Linked DNA regions of Mus musculus: region 1 is linked to region 2. A link is a contact called in public ChIA-PET data. All regions are on one chromosome and are shown on one strand. The core of a region is the stretch at or near the end of the contact, and the rest is flanking DNA. Distances in the headings are between cores, read along the strand shown.

What was found. ChIA-PET counts read pairs in DNA pulled down with a chosen protein or histone mark.
Region 1: an RNA polymerase II ChIA-PET map of memory CD8 T cells shows a contact between it and region 2, with 5 read pairs. The contact joins two enhancer-like sites. A contact is called at or near these places in 3 of 115 datasets of contacts at active chromatin or transcription factors (CD8 T cells, large pre-B cells and memory CD8 T cells) and 1 of 9 other capture datasets (embryonic stem cells).

The regions. Positions count from the first base shown.
Region 1 is chr6:144,540,066-144,542,805 of GRCm38.p6, reverse strand. It overlaps a transcript of Sox5 not described here. Among named protein-coding and RNA genes, the nearest start is that of Sox5os3, 130 kb to the left of the region's middle. Within about 2 kb of position 1,320, at least 20 of the 459 cell types and tissues checked have an H3K27ac peak or open chromatin away from gene starts, as enhancers often do. A contact at or near this core is called in memory CD8 T cells, where this site is marked.
Region 2 is chr6:144,915,883-144,918,698 of GRCm38.p6, reverse strand. No RefSeq gene overlaps it. Among named protein-coding and RNA genes, the nearest start is that of Gm32124, 20 kb to the right of the region's middle. Within about 2 kb of position 1,463, at least 52 of the 459 cell types and tissues checked have an H3K27ac peak or open chromatin away from gene starts, as enhancers often do. A contact at or near this core is called in memory CD8 T cells, where this site is marked.

The DNA.
Region 1 (2,740 bases), core at 71-2,570, 380 kb after region 2:
TGCCAAGATAAAGTCTCTGACTGCTAGACACACAGACAGACAGACAGCCCCTTAGCCAAGTACTTCCCTTGAAGGCTAAACAGACAGGCACCACCCCCACCCCCACCCCCAGCAAAGTGCTTGTCTTTAAAGAATAAAGATCTGAGTTTGAGCCCCCAACCCATGTATATAAGTTGGACATGTGATATGTGCTTCCGGGGAAGCTGAGACAGGAGGATTCCTGGGACTTACTCTCAAGCAAGCTTAGCCTACTTGGTGTTGTGTAGGCCTGTGAGAGACCCCATGTCAAAAAGCAAAACAAAGTGGATGGTGCCAGAGGAAGGATACTGGAGGGAGGTTGCTTGTTTGAATATCCCTCCCTCCCTTCCTCCCTCCCTCCCTTCCTCCCTCTCTCCCTTCCTCCCTCTTTCCCTCCCTCCCTTCCTTCCTTTATGCCAGGAGTTAAAGAGCAAACATGTTTCATAGTTCAGGTTTTAGAGATACAATTTGCAAAACACAAAGTGTGGACACTTTGCCCCTTCTTAGAATTGGAAACAATCACCCATGGAAGGAGTTACAGAGACAAAATTTGGAGCTGAGACAAAAGGATAGACCATCTAGAGACTGCCATATCCAGGGATCCATCCCATAATTAGCCTCCAAAAGATGACACCATTGCATACACTAGCAAGCATTGGCTGAAAGGACCCTGATATAGCTGTCTCTTGTGAGACTAGGCCGGGGCCTAGCAAACACATAAGTGGATGCTCACAGTCAGCTATTGGATGGAGCACAGGGCCCCCAATGGAGGAGCTAGAAAATGTACCCAAGGAGCTAAAGGGATCTGCAACCCTATAGGTGCAACAACATTATGAACTAACCAGTACCCCTGAGCTCTTGACTCTAGCTGCATATGTATCAAAAGATGGCCTAGTCGGCCATCACAGGAAAGAGAGGCCCATTGGACACACAAACTTAATATGCCCCAGTACAGGGGAACGCCAGGGCCAAAAAATGGGAATGGGTGGGTAGGGAACTGGGGGGGAGGGTATGAGGGACTTTTGGGATAGCATTCTAAATGTAATTGAGGAAAATACATAATAATAAAAAATATTAAATAAAAAAAAAAGAAATGCAGCAGAGTCCCAAGTCCCCTTGACCACAGAGGCTCGTAGGACTGGGTGCTAGCGCAGAGGCCCTCTGTACCCCTCCCCCACCTCCGATGACTCCCTGCTCCAAAAGCACAGCAAAGTCACTTTCAAAATCATCTTGAAAGGCTCTCGCTCTCCTTGTGCGTCAAGACCGCAGTGATCTTTGTTCTGAAACTAACAAGGGAGAGAACAAGCTATCCGGTAACCATCCTCAGCACCAGCGACATGCCTGCCGAGCCCACAAAGCTCAGAGTGTGGCTTCACAGGGGTCTGACCTCCAGAGGCCCCCAGCAGTGGGACAGAGAGCAGGTGGCAGAAGACCTTAACTTTGAAGGCCAGTTCAAAGAAGAACCACAGAGCCCCCGGGCTCTGAAGGCCGTGCTAGGGGAATAGATATTTGGCCTTTCAAGATTTCTGTGTGGGACTTCAAGTTGCAGCTTTCATTTGAGCCCAAGGCCTTCTGAGAGAGGATCACATGCCGAACGGGTGAGGCAGGGTGGGTGTCATCTGAGAGACTGTCCCCTTTACATCTGAAACAGAGGAAGTGAGCAAAGTTTTCAAAATGATTTTCTGGGTGGTAACTATTTAAAAGAGAAACTCATATTTTATTTGATCTTACCTTTTTTTCCTTCTGGTAACACTAGTCATAAGAAATCCTGTGAATGAGAGGGGATTGGGCTGGCCATGGTTACACCTGTATTAACTTACAATTACATATGCATTTATTAAATTACAGTTACATAGGCATTAATTAACTCATAGTCACTCACGCTATGTATGCTTTTACATAATGATGTAGATTAGGATAAATTACAATTAAGCTTCCAAATACAGCAAGGTTATGTTTTCCTCAAATACTAATATTTAAAGAACCTCTATTTAATATTTGAAGAACCTCCATTTAAGATCAGTGGATGTTCTTCAAGTATGTGGGCAGGTTTCACATGTGTTTACATGTATGTGTGTATGTGTGTGTGTGCATGTGTGTGTGTGTGTGTGTGTACTAGGTACTAGAGTGGTGCTTTGAGATATGTCAATTTCAAAAGTTTCATGTGACATATAATCTGTTTATAATCTCATGGAGCAGAGCATTAGGGACAGATAGACAGAGCAAGCTGGCTAGCCAGATGAGCATGCATACCCCTACTTGACATGCAAACATGGATACACTTACACACACACACACACACACACACACACACACACACACACACACACAAATATACACAAATTGCCTTTGGTAGCTGTTCCTCTATAAGCCTCTAAAACTGTGTCCAGATCTAGCTAACTGGAGCATGGAAGGCGAGTTTAAGCTAAGAGGAAGGCTAGGAAAATCCTAGCAGGAGGACAGAGGGGAAATACCAGTAGCGAGGGAAGAGGTGCTTCTCTGTGTTTAGTAATGGGGAGCTCCCCCAGCTAAAGCTTTGCTCCTTGTTAAAGTGTTTCATTAGTTTCTTAATTAACCCATTAATCATTAATCAGTTCACTAATTAGCAAACATTTATTGAATATTTATTGTGGACCCGGAACTCTGCTTGGTATGGAGGATATGTTAATAGTGAAGATGAGTTCGGAGCTGGCAGAGGGATCCAGCCCCGAGCATCCAACAG
Region 2 (2,816 bases), core at 214-2,713:
CACGGCACACATGCACCCCTCCTCTGACTACTCTCACTCCACATCTTATTTCTCTCTGACCCGTGCTAATCTTCAGTCTTCCTGAAAACTCTCATTCTCATCCTCATCTCTTTGTTTTGTCGTGTGACTTCCTTAGGTAGGGTTTCTATTGCTGAGATGACTCTATGACCACGACAACTTTTATAAAGGAAAGCATTTCATTGGGGCTGGTCTGCAGTTCATCGTGGTGGGAAGTGTGGCAGTGCACAGGCAGACACGGTACTGGACAGGCTTCTAAGAGTTCTAAATGTGGATTAGGAGGCAATAGGAGGAGAGAGAACAACACTGTGCCTGGCTTGAGCATTTGAACCTTAAAGCCCACCCCTAGTGACACACTTCCTTCAGCAAGGCCACACCTAGCTGGTACCTCATGGGGAAGGAATGCCTCAGCATAGGCCCACAGAGGTGGCCCCTTCCCCCACACCATACTGCACCTCCACCAAACATATCCCTGGCTTCTTTTTCTTTTTATAACACACAACATTGGTGCCATGACAAGAACCCCTTTTTGCTGGTGGGTACACATGAAAGACAGATTCAAAGATTTTTCCAGGTGTCCAGAGTTATCAGCCGGCAGACACATGACTGACCATTGACAGAGCAGCTTTACGCAGGTCCAGGGCCAAGAACTGCTGTAGCTTTTGTGCGTGTGTGACTTCACGGGCTGTGTCAGGTTCAGCAGAGGGCATCTGCAGGCCTCTCCCATCCCATCCTCTCTACCTTCTTCTCTCAGTGTTCTCTGAGCCTTTGCTCAGGGCTGGACCTGGACCTGGACCCTCACTTACTCTCAGCACCTTGGGCAGCCATGGCAAGTGCTTCATGTTTTCTAAGGCAATTTCTTCAGCAGAAGAGAACATGGTAGCCAGCATGACTGAAGACTGTGCAGATGGAGAGGGACAGAAACGAATCTGTGAGCCTCAGTTTTTCTGTTTGTCCAAGTCGAAGGTTGGTTCAAGTCTCAACACAACTCAGGTCTTGTTCTATAGCAAACGCCCTAAGGGCTGAAGTTTGTCATCCTCGGTAGGGAAGAGCCCAGAGGAAATGATGCTGTGTAGCTACAGAACTAGGCCCACCCCTTGAGGGATTTGCTGGGGATGCAGCTTACTGTCAGGAAGACTCTGAGACTCGGGAATCCAGGATGCTTTAGTGTTTGCTTGTTTGTTTTAGTTGACTCCTGCCCCCCGTCCCCCCTTTGTCTGTCCCAGGGCAGCAAGCTGGGGGCAGCCCTGTCAGCTGATGGCGGTGTGGACATAACCTCAGACCTGGCTAATTTAGATCTGCTTTGTACAAACACAGACACTTGGGTTTATTTTCTCACTTCACCACGTGAGAATCTAAGGACTGCGGCGGCTGGAATGCACTGTGGTGGGTTGGGCCAAGCCTGGCATTGAGGAAGCTGTCAAGAGAAAACCTGGGCGTCGTCTTTCAGCCACTTCCTACTTGATACAGTGGTGAGCTGATAGCATGTTCCTGCGACTGCCCTAGGGAGTGTCTTATGTCCTCCAAACTGTATGTATGTATGTATGTATGTATGTATGTATGTATGTATGTATGTGTTGAATTAATTTACTAATTAATAAATCCTGGCACAAGTTACTTCCTACCTTAGCGGTTTATGCTACTGAATAAACACACACACACACACACACACACACACACACACACACACACACACACAGCCTTTATATTTTAATATGCCCTAAGCAGCACAATAGCTGGGTGGACTGCCTAGCTTCCATGCTGCTAGAATCTACCTCTCACAATAACTCTTTTTTTTTTTCTTTTTTCTTTTTTGGTTTTTCGAGACAGGGTTTCTCTGTGTAGCCCTGGCTGTCCTGGAACTCACTTTGTAGACCAGGCTGGCCTCGAACTCAGAAATCCGCCTGCCTCTGCTTCCCAAGTGCTGGGATTAAAGGCGTGCGCCACCACTCCCGGCTTCCACCGATAATTCTTTTAACTGCTATGCTCCATCTTGGCCTCCGGACCCATTTGTGGTGCCCTCTGGGCTGCCCTTTCTTGGCTTAGACCCTGGGGGCTCTCCTTGCTTCTCTACCCCATGGTGGCCTCTGTCTCTCCTTTCTCCACACTTTGCTCAAGCAGGGCAGGTCTCCTCTTCTCCTTCCCCTGCTCCCAAGCCTGGGACTCCTAAAAGCCCGCCTTTGTCTGTCCTCCCCAACTGTTGGCTGCCGGCATCTTTATTAACTAATCATAATCAACTGGGGGCATGTTCCCAGAAGCTAGAAGCTAAGTGCAGACCCTTGCGTATAAACAGTTTTGGGGGACATAATCATTCGTAATACAAGCAGCTGCATGTGTGTTCATCTATCTACCTATCATCTATATATCTCTATCCTAGAGTAAATTATATACTGGATTTTAGACAGCTGCTTTGTGTACCCCTGATTGTCCTGGAATTTACTCTGTAGTCCAGGCTGGTCTCGAACTCAGAGATCCACCTGCCTCTCCTCCCCAGTGCTGGGATTAAAGGAGTATGGCACCAATACTCTCTATTCCTTCCTCGGTGTTTCCCTGTCTTAGGAAACAATGCAACAGTGCTCGCTGAATGCGTGGAGCCATAGGCTTTCAGAGACAAGAAGCTCTGACAAGACAATTGACTCCAAAGAGCTTACAGAGCTGTGGTTAACTCCTGTTGAGTCCTTCTTGAAATTTTGGATTCTTAAAGTTGGTCTTTTTGCCATAATGGGCAACACAGCCCCAATCTATGGGAGACTGCAGGACATCGTGCCTTGTACATCCTCAAGGTTTATCTTGGAGAG